Linked DNA regions of Mus musculus: region 2 is linked to region 1. Evidence: chromatin contacts called from public HiChIP or PLAC-seq data. All regions are on one chromosome and are shown on one strand. Each heading gives the region's core, a stretch centred on a gene start, on an enhancer-like site or on the middle of the called end of the contact. The rest is flanking DNA. Distances are from core to core; before and after follow the strand shown.

Evidence for each region. HiChIP or PLAC-seq counts read pairs in DNA pulled down with a chosen protein or histone mark.
Region 2: a contact with region 1 is called in an H3K4me3 HiChIP or PLAC-seq map of bone marrow-derived macrophages, with 2.7 times the contacts expected there. The contact joins the promoter of Stk35os1 here to the enhancer-like site in region 1. A contact is called at or near these places in 2 of 484 Hi-C or Micro-C datasets (cerebellum and granulocyte-monocyte progenitors), 4 of 115 datasets of contacts at active chromatin or transcription factors (bone marrow-derived macrophages, embryonic fibroblasts, embryonic stem cells and 1 more) and 1 of 9 other capture datasets (adipose tissue).

The regions. Positions count from the first base shown.
Region 1 is chr2:129,547,275-129,554,958 of GRCm38.p6, forward strand. No RefSeq gene overlaps it. Among named protein-coding and RNA genes, the nearest start is that of F830045P16Rik, 15 kb to the left of the region's middle. Within about 2 kb of position 2,712, at least 41 of the 459 cell types and tissues checked have an H3K27ac peak or open chromatin away from gene starts, as enhancers often do. A contact at or near this core is called in bone marrow-derived macrophages and granulocyte-monocyte progenitors, where this site is marked.
Region 2 is chr2:129,798,621-129,806,304 of GRCm38.p6, forward strand. Stk35os1 (serine/threonine kinase 35, opposite strand 1) reads right to left here and starts at 2,839. Exons shown (of 1, transcript NR_029452.1): 1 at 1-2,839. Stk35 (serine/threonine kinase 35) reads left to right here and starts at 1,897. Exons shown (of 4, transcript NM_183262.3): 1 at 1,897-2,226; 2 at 2,784-3,384. The coding sequence starts at 1,921.

The DNA.
Region 1 (7,684 bases), core at 1,462-3,961:
AGTAATAAGGGAAGAGAATAATCATAGCGCACTGTATATGTGTATGTAACATCAAAAGATAAATAAGTAAATGCAAATAAACTAAGCAGATTTTTTATTTTTTTCTGGGGGGGGGGGTTCGAGACAGGGTTTCTCTGTGTAGCCCTGGCTGTCCTGGAACTCACTCTGTAGACCAGGATGGCCTCAAACTCAGAAATCCACCTGCCTCTGCCTCCCGAGTGCTGGGATTAAAGGCGTGTGCCACTACCGCCCAGCTAGGGTAATAAAGTGTTCCTTCCCCTTGAACAGACCACACCCATACTTGGTGATGTCCTGTTCTGTCTACTGATCCCCAAGCATTAAATACACATTAAAAAAAAATCTCTTTTAGAAAGAGGCCATGAATTTGAAAGAGAGCAAGGTGGATTTAAAGGGAGGGTTTGGAAGGAAGAAAGGGGAGGGGGAAATGATGTAATTGTATTATACACTCAAAATATTTTTAAATTCTTTTAAAATAAACCACAGCTCTGCTTCATACTGAGTTGTCCTGAATTCCTTTCCGTGTCAGCCATAGGCTTTGGGTTTTCCTGAATGGAGATCCCTGAGGTGTAAGGGAACCCCACAGGCTGCTGCAGCAGGAGCTGAGCTTCCCTCCCCGCTTCCACAGACAGGGAGGAGACCATGCAGGTCAGCGGAAAGCACAGGGTGGTGGGGAGGGTTGGGAATCCCGGTGACAGGGTTAGAGAAGCACAGAAGACTGGGCCCCCAGGTAGAGCCCACACGGGGCTCTTGGCTTTACCCATGAGCCATCAGAACCTAGAGTACCTGGCGTAGACACGGAGGTGGTGAATGGAATGTTAGGGTTTAGATTTGGGGTGCACCTGGAAGGATGAACTGATAACCAGGGGAGCCCTTGTTTTTACTGTTGTCCGAGCTTGTTTTCTATTGCTGTGATAAACATCATGGCCAAAAGCAGCTTGGGGAGGAAAGGGTTTATTTGGCTTCTACTTCTACATCGCAGTCATTAGTGAAGTAACCAAAGAAAGATCATGAAGAAACGTTGCTTACTGACTCCCTCTCCCGGCTTGCTCAGCCACTTGTTGTTGGTTTGGTTTGTTTTTTTTTTTTATACAATCCAGGACCACCTACCCAGAGGTGACACCACTCACAGTGGGCCAGACCCTCCTACATCAATCATTAATCAATACCCACCCCGCCCCCAGACTTACCTACAAACCATGGTGACAGAGGCATGTTTTCAGTTGAGGTTCCCTCCTTCCAGATGACCCTAGTTTCTATCACTTGACAAAATACTATCAACAGTATTAGTATAAAGACTAAGAACCCCAAGGCTCTTTCAGGGAGTGCCTGCACAACCTTCCATAGGCATCTTGTTGACCTTGTTAGAGGGCTGTTGTCAAGGGTCACCTCCCAGAGCCTAATCCTGCAGGCATTGAGCCCCCCTGCAGCTGGCCATCCCAGTTCCACAATGGCAAAATTTGAGCTGGCTTTTACTTAAAATCACCAAAAGGGCACAGAAAACTCATCAGAGAAAATAGTCCTTGCTACAAGCAGCCTTGTGCCCCTGTGGAGAGGACAGAGGCCAGGCTCTCCAGACCCCACCCCCACCCCCAATACCCTCTTCTTTGTCCCTCTCCATAGCTGTGACCAGCCTGGACTCCTCACTGCCCCCCCCCCACACACACACACACATACCCAGCCTCCCAAAAGCAGGAGAGCAGACTTCCTAAGCAGTGTAAAGACCTTCACTGCTTAAGATCCACTACAACTCCCAGACCCCAGTCCAGGATCTAGAACCCTTATACCTTTAGGTCCTGACTGGTCTGTCCCAATTCTTCATGGCCTTTCTCCCTCCCCTACCACACCCGTCGCCCACCAGACAGAAGAAGCCGTGCTCAAAGCACACCCACAGAGAGATTCACATCTGTCCCTCCCACGTGGAATCCTCACATCACTTAGTGGCCAGGTCCCACTCGTCTGCCAGCTCCAGGGCCAGTGGATCCTGCCCAGGTCACGCACACACAGGCGGGGTTCCTTCTGCTTCCAAGAGCTCTTTACGGCCTCATACCTTTCACATTGTATTTCAAGGATGCAGACACTACAGGCAGCCACAGGCCCGCTGATCTTATAGAGACCACTCAGCCATTAACCCACTTCCCCCTCAAGCCTGATAATGACTTGGGACCAGAGCATTCCGAGTTAATCGGAATTAAAATAACTTGGAAGAGTAAAATAGATAGGTGAAAACTTGCTAGGTTTCTTTTCCATCTCCGTTGCCTGTCAGTCGCATGTACCATTTGCTCTCTGTGTGTGTTTTCACATGCTGGTGTGCCAGCAGGGCAGGGCTAAGTGTCATTCATCTTTCTCTAGCAGGCTACCACAGCCTGCCGCTGAGGAAGTGCTCATAAATCCAGTCTGACCGTGGCCTGGAGACAACTGTCAATTTGGCGCTGGCTCTGCATTCCCCACACGAGGCAACTGAGCTCCAGAAAACACCTCTGCTCGGAGCTGCAGGGAATAGCCAGCAGCCTACTTGAAGACAGGAGCAGGCACATGCTCTCTGCCATCCCCACTTCCTCTCAAGACTTCATGACAGGACTGCCCAGGCTCTCTGGAGCTTCTGGGGGACTTCTTTCTTGTCTTCTTCTGAACCTGCCAACCTTGCCTGCTGGCACGGGGCCTTCCACAGGAGGAAGCTAGCAGCCACTGGGGAAACATTTGAGGAACCAAAACACCACCCTCTGCTCTGTCTCCTCTGCCTCTCTCCATGGGAATGCTAAGTCTGATCTTGGTGAGGGCCGAAGCTCACAGGACAAGGGCCAGACTGGCCAACAGTCTATCCTATGATGAGAAGGTTCTGGAAGAGTCTGTGGGATCTTTCTGCTAAATGCATCACATCAGCATCTGATACTCCACATCAGCATGTCAGAGCAAGTCAAGGCAGAAAGTGTTGGCCAAATTTGGCCCAAATGCTGCTCTTCAAAACGACATCATCCTCATGCAACCCTTTCTGCGGAGTGCCTGTTTTCATCTCTGTTGGGTATCAGTCTTCTGGTTACCTGGTAACTCTCAAGCTCAACTCTGAGAAAATGTTAGCTAACATTTGTAACTGAAAAAAAAAATCTAAAAATCAGGCATGCCGTAGTTATATTTAAATCAAGGCCTTGACTCCAGTTCTGTCCCATCAACCATATACAGGGCCCAGATCAAGGGTTCTTAACCTGTGGGTCTCGACCCCCTTGGGGGTTGACCAAGCCTTTTTCAAAGGTCAAATGTCAGATATCCTGCATATCAGATACTTGCTATGAAGATACTTTTATGGTTGGGGGGTCACCATACCTTGAGGGACTGTGTTAAAGGGTCACAGCACTAGGAAGGTTGAGAACCACGGAGGTCTAGATCTTCAGTCGGGATTCTTCACGGGAGAAGCTTGGCTGCACCAGCCCCAGGTGTCAGATATTCACACTGTACATTTCTTTTCTCATTGCAGAACTTTATAAATCCCCTAGTGATGATTTAGTGGTGATTTTTTGGGCCAGAGAAATGGGTATCAGCCCACAAAATCATCCTTCTGGGGCAACGTTATCACATCTTCCACAAAGTCTGTGGCCATGCCTTCCTCAGGGTAAGCTCTTCCCTCTCACTAACCCCGCCCACTCTGCTCAGTGAAGTCCTCTTCCTTTTATTCTCCTGTTTGCTTCATTCACCTTTACAAGGGCTGCTGTAACTGAGCCTTGGGTGTGAATCTTGATAACAACATTTCTATTCACAGACAACTCATTGTTTCTGGCCTAAGGAATGCAAGCAAGGAAAAAAAAATCTTCTGAGTAGGTTTCAAGGAAAGCTTTTGTCTTCCTGACACAGAGAACAGGCTTGATGACAAGGCCATTTGCCCCCTTGATTTTCCTTTTTCTTCATACCCTGGTTGAGTGAGAACCAGATACACAGAGATTATAATGGAGCCACTAGACAACAAGTATCAAAACAAATGCCCCTGTCTCGGGGATGGCAGGAAAAGAAGATTGAACCCAAGGGCCAGACAGCATCATTAAACAGCTGCACACTCCCTGTGCAGCTTCTGAAATGGTTTAAGGAGGAGGAGGAGGAGGAGGAGGAGGAGGAGGAAGAGGAGGAAGAGGAGGAGGAAGAGGGGGAGAAGAAAAAGAGAAAGGAAGGGAGGAAGGAAAAGAAACTAGAAATGTTTACTTGTTTAAGTCAAACGTATTTCTGGATGACACAAAGTCTTTTTTGTTGATTTGACAAAGTAAGATACATAAGAATTGGAGACAGGTCAAACTTCTTTGAATTCCAGTTGCATGCTGTGCACCAAGCATACAAGTCAAGCATCCCAACAAAAGAACAAATATCCTTACTGAGTGGAGGGCCCCAAACCCAAAACACATGCTGCAGGAGCCTGCCTCAGCTACTGGCACCGAGGGTGTTCTGTGACTTATTGATTTAAGAGGCCTATGGTGGTGACACCCCAAAAGCACATTTCAAAATCTAGGAACAACTGCCCCAAAGTCTTTCCAGAGCCTTCATCTTGCCTCCTTCTCCCATCCTGTAGCCAAAATTCAACAAGAAAAAGCCAAGTGCACAAACATCACCGCCACAAATACTTCAGCAAAACCCCGTGCCATCTGGACTTCCTATGCTAAGGAATGTAACGTAGTCTTCAAAAATGTTGTTGACAAGTTAGTAATAGCATAGAGAAAACACACACACACACATACACACACACACACACACACACACACACACGTGTATGTGTTGGGAGGGTGCGGCTGTATTAGAGTACCAACTATATGAAAATATTATAGGGAAATAAATAAGTAACGAAATGCACAGTTGTGATAAGGGTACTGCCTGGTTCAGTTGATCTAAGGCCTTTGTTGTGAATTTTCTCTGCTGCCCTACACTTCCCCCTTGTCTGTATGCTCTACTGTTGTGAGCAGAAAGAATAAAATTGACTTTTTGTTTTTGAAGATTCCAGGCCCTTCCACAGTCTGAGATCACTGCTCTTATCTCCTTCTAGGAAAGCAGGGAATCAAGGCTTCATGGAGGACAGCCCCTCCTGCGAAAGAGACCCAAATCAAAACAGCTTCAACACCAGAATATTTGATTAATTCTTAACATTATTTTAAGAAGCAAAAGGAGTAATAGGGAAAAGAGAGACCAACACCTTATTTTTATTTGCTTCCATTAATTAATTGATTAATATACCAATAGCTACCCCCTTCCCTGTCCCCACTCACAGAGTCCCTCCCCCGACTCCCTCCCATTCTCCTCTGAGAGGGTGAAGGCTTCCCTGGGTATCCCCGACCCTGGCACATCAAGTATCTGTAGGGCTAGGTGCATTGTCTCCCACTGAGGCCAGACAAGACAGCCCAGTTAGGGGAATGGATTCCACAGATAGGCAACAACTTTAGGGACAGCCCTCTCCAGATGTTGAGGACCCACATGAAGACTGAGTTGCACATATGCTACATGTGTGCAGGGGGCCTAGGTTGAGCCTATGTGTGCTCTTTGGTTGGTGATTCACTCTCAGAGGACCCCATAGTTGACTCTGTTGGTCTTCCTGTGGAGTTTCTATTCCCTTTGGGGCCCTCAGTTCTTCCTCAAACTCTTCCATAAGAGTCCCAGAGTTCCATGCAATGCTTAGCTGTGGGTCTCTGAATCTGTTTCAGTCAGCTTCTGGGTGGGGTCTCTCGGAGGACAGTTATGCCAGGCAAGCATAACAGAGTATCATTAGTAGTGTCAGCGATTGATGCTTGACCATGGGATGGGTCTCAAGTTGGGGCAGTCTTTGTTTGGCCATTCCCTCAGTCTGTTCCATCTTTGTCCCTGTGTTTCTTGTAGACAGGACAAATTTTGGGGCAGCAGTTTTGTGGGTGGGTTAGTGTCCTTATTCCACCATTGGGGGTCCTGCCTGGCTACAGGAGGTGGCCTCTTCAGGTTCCAAATCCCCACTGCTATGAGTCTCAGCTAAAATCACTCCCTTTGCCCCTGTGAGCCCTGCATCCCAGGTCTCTGGCATGTCCTAGAGATGCCCCCACTTCCCAAGCCCCACTCCCACCAACTGCAGATTTCCATTCATTCTGCTGGTCCTCTGGCCCTCTCTCATGTCTCTCCCCATACCTGATCCTGATCCCTGACCCCATTCCCCTCCCCAGTTTCCTCCCTCCATCTGCCTCCTATGACTATTTTATTCTCCCTTCTAAGTGAGATTCGAGCATCCTTGCTTGGGCCTTCCTTCTTGTTTAGCTTTTTTTGGTCTGTGGAGTTTAGCATGAGTACCATGTATTTTATAGGTAATATTTACTTATAAGTGAGTACATACCATGCTTGTCCTTTTGGGTCTGGGCTACCTGACTCGGGGTGATATTTCCTATTCTATTTGCCTTAAAAGTTCATGATGTCCTTGTTTCTAACACCTGAATAGTATTCCATCATGTAAACAAACTACATTTTTCTGTGGCCATTCTTCAGTTGAGGGACAACTTCATTGCTTCTGATTTCTGTCCACTACAAAAAGAGTTGCTATAAACATAGTGGAGCATGTAACCTTGTGGTATGGTAGAGCATTTTTTGGCTATATGTCCAGGAGTGGTATAGCTGGGTCTTAATGGAGAAGATTTTCTGAGAAACCACCAGATTGATTTCTAAAGTGGTTGTGCAAGTTTGCACTCCCACCAGCAGTGGAGGAGTGTTCCCTTGCTCCACAACCTCGCCAGCATTTGCTGTCCTTTGAGTTTTTGATCTTAGTCATTCTGATGGGTGTAAGGTGAAATCTGAGTGTTTTGATTTGCATTTTTATGATGACTAAGGACGTTGAACATTTCTTTTAGTGCTTCTTAGCCATTCCATATTTCTTTGCTGAGAATTCTCTGTTTATCTCTGTCCCCATTTTTTAAAAATTTGGTTATTGTGGGGCAAGTGTACTGTGCCAACAGACAGAAGAACCGGTAAGGTCGAATGAGCCCAAACCCCATGAACTCAGAATTGAGTAAGGTAGGTGTGGGGCCAGAACCATGACAGTCAAGTAGAGAAAACACCTGAATCCCTTCCCCGTGCTAAAAGAGCATCAGTAGCATCTCAGACTGAGCCAATAAGCAGCATCTGCTCCTGGATCCATCACTGGTCCTCGGTGTTTATATAGTCCCTGTCCACATAGAATAAAGTGCACAAGTTATTTCACCGAGAATTGTCTGATATTTTGGATATTAGCCTTCTGTCAGACATAGGGTTGGTGAAGATCTTTTTCCAGTTTGTAGGCTGCCATTTTGTCCTACTGACAGTGCCCTTTGCCTTACAGAAGCTTTTCAGTTTCATGAGGTCCCATTTTTCAATTGTTGATCTTAGAGCCTGAGTCATTGAACACCCTATTTTTAAATGGTGACCTGTACTTACAGGAACTAACAGCAGAGGAGGGACCCAACATGAGATGTTATACAGATTTATGCAAATAGAACACACACCCTGGCACATTGAGAATTCTGGTCCCAGCCCCAACCAGTCAAGCCTAAGGAGACCATTCATGGAACATCTATTAAGTTTCCAGCTTGCAAAGCATTTATAGCCAGGAGTGCTTTAGACTCTTGCTGCCCCTGAGGTAAAGATGAGAGTACATCCTACTTCAGACTTGTCAATCAAGCCAGGTTCAGACAAGAAGATGGCCAATGCA
Region 2 (7,684 bases), core at 1,589-4,088, 250 kb after region 1:
AGGTTATCTCCCTGGCCACTCTTGTACTTGCTGTCTCTTCTCCCTGCAATGCCCCACCACTAGTTGTGGCATGACTGGCTTCTTGCTATTCATTACTCAGATGAGTGTCATTTTCTAAAGAGATTGCTGCCAACTGAATTGTGGTCCTACCTCAGAATCATGTGTTGAACCTATAACCCCCAATAGGTTAGTAACAATATTTGAAGATGAACCCTTTAAAGAAATTTAAGTTGTTTAAATTGTGAGGTTGGGTATGGTGGTGCACACCTTTTGATCCCAGCACTTGGGTGGCAGAGACAGGCAGATCCCTGAGTTTAAGACCAGCCAAAGCTAAGTAGAGAAACCCTGTCTCCAAACAAACAAACAAACAAACCCAACCAACCAACAAAACAAAAACAAAAAACAAAAAACCCAAATCACCACCAATTAAAAAAAAAAAAAAACCCAACAACCCAGCAACAACAAGGAAAAGAAGTAAAGGAGTTTCGGTTAACAACGAGGCTGTTGGAATCCTTATCCAATAAGGCTAGGTGCTGAGGACTCGTATATTGGACTAGAAGAGAAAGGAAAGGACAATCGGTAAACCTTGAGATGGCATAGTAAACAAAAGCATGGCATTGTTCATGGTTCTGCACTGTATTGAGAGTGTGCTAGAGAGTATCTTTGTCCTTGGGAAAAAAACACACACACACACATATATTTGTGTGTGTGTATATATATATGTGTGTGTGTGTGTATATATATATATATGTATACATATATATCTTATAAATATAAAAGGATTTACAACATGTATACATTCATACATACATATTTGTGCACAGAACATGAAAATATAGCAAAACAATGTAATTCTGGCAAAAAAAAAGATGAGACTTTACTATTCTTACACCTTGTGTGTATATGTGACCACTTACATACAGAAAAGCTATAGAAATTCTAGAAACTCTTGTTTATTGTTTTACATTACATTTAATCTGTCTTGTGTGTATTTTAACACTGTTCTAAGTACTTTAACTGTGAGACATCTACGAAGACACAAGGTTGACTGTCTCCTCCAGTGTCAAGAGTCGCAATTAAGGCAAAGACTGTCGTGTCTACTCCTTTTTCCCCAGACTTAAAATAGTGTGTAGCAGAAACTCTAGTTACTGTCCTTCAATATCAGCTAACAAAATACTGGGCACCTTCTAGGCATTGGAGTACAAAGCAGGGTACAAAATACTTTAAAAAACCACGCCTAGGGGCTGGAGATGTAGCTTTGTAAAGTGCCTGTCTAGCATGCACAAAACCCTTGGATTCCTAGCTCTGTACAAACAAATAGGGTGTATAAATTGGGTGTGGTGGTGCCCGCCTTTAATCCCATTACTCGGGAGATGAAGACAAGAGGAAAAGTTCAAGATCATTCTTAACTACACAGCCATTGTGCTCCCTCCCACCACAATGGGCGGCCGGGGTGAAGGGTATCAAAATCCAAGCCCAAAGCAGCTTATATCAGGCACTCAATTAGCCAGCCATCATATTTCACTTGGTCCTTTGCAACCTTGGAAGTGCGGACCACCCGGGTTTGGCAGAGAAGGATACTGAGGATTAAGTGCGGCTGAGATCATTGGGGTCATTAGTGGGCGTGGAGATTAGCGTTCTAACCCTGGTCTCAGCTGTGAATCGATTACACCTAAGCCATTCCCCCAATCAGCATCAAGTGCCGAGTGCGGGCGTAGAGGTACGATGCAGGTCAAGTCCGGAAAGGCGTTTGCGGAGTGCAGGCGCCTCGCGAAGGCCCTCGGTACAAATCGCGGGATTTTGGCGCGCTCTTTTTGTTGGCTGGGTGTTCTCGCCAGTGATTGGTTCCGGGCTGTCGCGGCGGCTGGGTCTACCTCGGCTGCAGAGAGGCGGCGCGGCTCTCCGCTGGCCTCCTGGGGGATGGGCCACCAGGAATCTCCGCTGACCAGAGCGGCGGCGGGAGGTGCAGCTTACATAAAGAGGTTACGTAAAGTGCTCAGCTGGCGTGAACTCGGGGACGGCCACGGGAACCTGGAAGCCGAGGCCTCCCCCGGGAGCGTTGCTGTCATCACAAGAGCAGCGCCGCGACGCGCTACACGCTCAGCCAGGCTCCCCGCCTCGCGCCCTACCCGGCTCTGCAGACAAGCCCGGCTCGGAACGGACCATCCTCCGGCGCGGGCTCCAAGGGGGAACCGGTTCGCCCGGAAGAGGAACAGCGCCGGCCAGGTAAGAGGGAGTGGAGGGAGGAAGGGAGGGCCGAAGCGGGAGCCCCGGCGCCCCACCGTAGTCCCGGGGGCGTCACCGGGGCCTCCGCCTGTCGTCCTCGGAAGCCGATCTTTTAGCCGGTTTCCCTTCGCCCGCTGTCCCCGGGGGTCTGGGTCGTCCCGCCGGGCTCTCCTGGGTTTGATTCACGGGACTGTTTACACCGGGAGAAGCCCGGGTAGGACGTGGGGAGGGGCCGTTGAGAGGGGGCTAAGCCCCAGGAAAGTTTAAGCCGGCCGTCTTCGATGGGGACGATCCCTACGGCTTTATTTATTTTTTCTGCTCCTGACGGATAAGTCGGCGAGAGGGGACGGTTTGCGCTTCGGTTTCCGGTCCTCCCTCGGTACTTCCCGGTGGTTCCGTCTTTCCCGCTTTCCTTTCCCTTCCCCCGTTCAATTCGAGACGGTGGCTCCTTCTTAAAGGGGCCGCGACCGGCGGCGGAGGTGGGACGCCGGACGCTTTAAGTTCCTCATCTACCCTTCTCGGCCCGGTGGGTTTTAACTTCTCCCTCTCGCCCTTAGATCACCATCCAAGGTCCCGCTCCTCCACATCTCGGGGCTAGACGGAGGGATGAGGCAAGGGGGGCCCGGGCGGCGCCGTTGCTGCTCCCCCCGCCCCCCGCAGCCATGGAAACGGGGAAAGAGAACGGAGCCCGCAGAGGGACAAAAAGCCCGGAGCGGAAAAGGCGAAGCCCAGTCCAGCGGGTACTGTGCGAGAAGCTGAGGCCGGCGGCCCAGGCCATGGATCCGGCTGGGGCCGAGGTCCCGGGCGAGGCCTTCCTGGCCCGGCGGCGGCCGGATGGCGGCGGCGGGGATGTTCCTGCACGGCCGCGCTACAGCCTCTTGGCGGAGATCGGGCGCGGCAGCTACGGCGTGGTTTATGAGGCTGTGGCTGGGCGCAGTGGGGCCAGGGTGGCAGTCAAGAAGATCCGCTGCGACGCTCCCGAGAACGTGGAGTTGGCACTAGCAGAATTCTGGGCCCTCACCAGTCTCAAGCGGCGGCACCAGAATATCGTGCAGTTTGAGGAGTGCGTCCTACAGCGCAACGGGTTAGCCCAGCGCATGAGTCACGGCAACAAGAACTCACAGCTTTACCTGCGCCTGGTGGAGACCTCGCTCAAAGGTAGACTACAGCCGGCAGTCCTGCCCTCTCCTGGACCCCCTTGTTCTCAGAACCACTCAGTTCTAATAACTGTCTCTGGCTCGCTAAGGTCCTTGACCCGGCTTTGGGACCTTCTTTCTTGCTAGGAAATCAGTCTGTTCCCCAGCCGTTAGCTGACATTCCCTAACAAGCTCACCAAGTGCTAACCTTGATCTTTTTAAGTACTCACTCAGTAGGTGTGAGCCATAATTACAAGCCTAGCATTTTAAAAGATGGATGAAGAGTAGTCCTGGTGGGATTCAAAGTAGTTGGTAGAACTGCAGAAGCCCCCTCATGCCTCTTTCTCATCAGAACCTAGAGGGGAAAAAAAGTAGCAGACCCACCCATGCCATTCTCCTTTCCTGATTTCTAGTTTCTTCCAATTCTGTTCCCAAACCTTGTCTTCAAGTGTGAGGTTTCCTCCGAGAACCCCAACCCTTCACCCGAGAGCAGACAATCATTCAGTTGGTTCTTGGTTTAGTCCCTGAGGGCACCACAGGTTAATAACTCACGCACCCAGTAATAACCCCCTCAGGTGGGCCAAGAGCTGTCGCATAACAAAACAGGTTGCAGCTTTCCCTGCCCTGTTACAATCTCAGTTGTTTTCATAACCCCTGGGGCTGTCTGAGCAGTGATTGTTGCAGAACCATGGGGCTCCAGGAGGCCAAACACCTTGCCTTCCTGTGTAAACTAGAGAAGAGGCAGTGGGCTGCAAGTGTCTTGAGTTCCTGGGGCAGGGGGTAGGGCGAGGGAAATTGGACAGTCGCAATCCCAGCTATATAATCTGAGCGCTACGATTTGGATAATATCTGTAACAGTAAATTAAGCTTCTGCTCTATAAATAGAGGAACTCAGCCTAGTGGGCACAAACACAGCTCGATTAAGGTTAATCAGCTTGAAAGAGTGGGACTCCGGCCTCCAAATTCCTGTGTCCTTGAAGTATTTGTAAGCCAGCATGGCCCTCACAGATCTTTGCAGATATATTGCTGCCTTCCTTCCCTATCTGAGGTTGAATTTAGCAGACTGGGTGGGATTTAGGGCTAGATTTCCTAAAGTCTTTTTGGAGCACCTGTCAGATTTTATTGTAAGGTCCCAGGAGAACTCCTTGCAGAGTTTTAAAGTCATTTAACAGTGGATTGGATAGTGTGATGGAATTCTCTGGGGGCCTTTCCCATCCTGCTTGTCATCATTTCCAGGAGGGTGGATCCTTGAAGATTTCCTAGGTAGCACCTTCTACTTTGCCTTCAGTCTCATCAGTTACTTTCTTAGTTCTTTTACACACCGATTACTTGAGTACAAATGAATGAAACATGCTTAGCAAATGTTTGGTTGATATTTCAATAACTGCCTTGGGCTGTGTGAATTTGCATTGCCAAACAGTATCTTCTAACCTCAGTTCATTGATGTTGCCAGCTTGAAACTGGAACTTAAGCTAGCAGTCCTTGTTAATTCTTCCAATACACAAATACTTTAAAACTTTCTTCACAGACAGCATTTTAAAAAGAATTTTACAGTAAATAGTGGCAGAGTAGCAAGTGTTTAACTCCCTGGAGTTTGGGACTTACATGCAGTCGTTGCTTGTTCTGAGCTAACATGGCAAGTTGACAACCCACAGGGAGTGTGTGTGCCTTTATCCTACGATGGGGATCTCTGCCAAGAGGTTGTACATGTTGGGAACGTCGGTAATCTATAAAGAATCCACTGCCTCATTACGTTCAGACTACTTTCTGAATTTCTTCCATCTTCATCTTCTTAGAGATTTGGGTTCTTACTGTAGTTTCCCAAACTTTGACTATGGAACACATTGCCTGTGTGGCCGGAATAGTAGGTTGAAAGCTACCCTAGTTTTTTCATCCCCCCTTTGTGTGCTAAAACTAGTGAATTTTTTCCCCTGTGGGCCACATACTTAATATTCCCTGTTTTAATTCAGAGTCTTAATATGTATTGCCTCTACTCTAGAAAATGACAGCTAAGCTTACATGTCATACGTCTGCTTAGTGGATAATACATACATAGCTTGCTAGCATTAAAGTGGAAAACAGAGACTCAAATTTCTCCAGGGTACGTTTTCTTGACTTAAGTATCCAAGTCTTGATCGGGCCCTGAGTTTATAGCATGCTATTGATGTCCAGCGATACCAAAGCTTTCCTTAACCCCAAAGTCCTTTGCAACCATACTCTGCCCTGTTCCTTGTAATTCAGAGTGATTCACTGCATGCCTCTGGTAGTATTGGAATGGGAAAAAAGGAAACAAAACACATTATGGCTATTGAAAAGTTTAAAGGCATAAATAGTGATTAGGGTCACTGTCCAGGGTGACAGGTTAGCTCATTACCAGAGGGTTGGAGAGAGATTTAAGAGAAGAAGAGAATGGTTAGAAAGAAGGTGATCTTGAGAGGACAGTGCCTGACGACAGTTACCTCCTCCTCACCTCAGCTTCTAGTGAATATGCAGAAAGCAGTTTTAGGGTTTACTGAAATAACTTGATATACAAACAAGTATCCAAAATACATTTTTGTTGATCTGAAGCATTTTTATTTTTAAATCATCATCATCCAAGTTCCTTTACATCCTCTAACCTTCATCACTAGCATTTATCAGTCTCTCTTTTTTTTCCAAAATACATTTTAAAAAAGAACACAAAACTATGTTCTTGATCATATCCCCAGTCCATTAGCATCTGTGCATCAAATTCATCTTTTCTGCCCTCAGAAGTCCAGTGTGGTCCTGTCTCTCTCTTTTTATTTTTTTTTTAATTTTTTTTTGGGTTTTTTGAGACAGGGTTTCTCTGTGTAGCCTTGGTTGTCCTGGAACTCACTCTGTAGACCAGGCTGGCCTTGAGCTCAGAAATTCGCCTGCCTCTGCCTCTCAAGTGCTGGGATTAAAGTCGTGTGCCACCATGCCTGGCTGGTCCTGTCTCATAACAATGTGGGGCCAATATCATGGGGGATACGGTCTCACGTAGCTCAGGCTATTACACAGCCCAAGATGACTTTGAACTAAGGATTCTCTGCCTTGAGAACTTTAGCCCCAATCTATCATGCTTGGTTTATGTGCTGTTGAGAATTAAACCTAGGGCTCTGTATGTGCTAGGCAAACACTTTCCCAACAGGGTTCTGTCCGCAGCCCTTAGTCTGTATTTCACAAAGAGAGAAATAGGAGCTCTGGAAGGAGACAGGACTTGCCCCAAATGAAATACTGGCACAACACTAACTAGCTCTAGAGCTTAAAACAAAGCCTACAAATTAGCTTGATGTCTTCAACTTAAAGTCCTTCAAGGAAAAGGGGAATTAAGGTATCAACAGTTGCTTTTGCCACCTTGTTTTCCATCCCTAAAAGCCCCTTTCCTGAATGTACCCAAGACAAAGTCTAAGGTCATTACCACTTAGAAAATAGCAAGCACTCAGAAATTTGTTGCCCTAGTCTAAATCTTTCTGACAAAAAGATTGACCTTTATGTACCCCAAACACATGAATTCTGGGTTAGCTCTCATAAAGCTAGAAATGTGGAAAAGCTGGGAGACGGGCTTAACTTGATGGTGAGCCCTGATGTTACTCAGGGTGTTTGCATAGCTCCAGATGGGCTTGACCTGGGCTCTTCCCTGCATACCCATGCTGCTGTGAGTCAGCACATGCCTGTGCTGCTGTGAGCCAGGATGCCACTTAAGAGGCTTTGCAGGCTTTCCTTCCTAAGAGGGGACACCTAAGCGATTATGCTGCAAGGTCGCAAGTGGTGGCATCCTATTAAACAGGTTCTGGTTGAGAGTTTCCTTAGTGGCCTAGGAAAGCAGGCAAAAGTAGCTGACACAAGGGAGCCTGAACCTAGAAGTGACTTAACTGTAGACTCCTGGCTACGGAGTGCCTAAGGAAACCTAAGGGGCTCGGAGCAGTGTAGTCATCTTTTACCCAGGCTTCCCCTTTACTACTGAGGCTTGGGCCTTGGAATTTAGAGACCCTCCATTTAGGCAGAATTGGATGATCTTTGACTATCTTGAAGTAGATAAAGTGGCACTGGGGACCTTCAGAATTAATGGAAAACAATAGAACAATGATTTAGAGTCCAAAGGTTTTATTCCTAATTTGGATGAAGCTAGTTGTGGTGGCTCCCACCTGTAAGCCCATCTTTTTAAGGGTGAGACAAGAAGATTGCTTTGAGTACAGAGTCAGCCAGGACTACAGTGAGTCCTCAGCCAGACTGAGACCCTGTCTCAGAAACAACACCTTGATGATATATATGTGTCTATTGTAAAGGCTTCATACCATAGCTCATTCAGCCTTCATGGC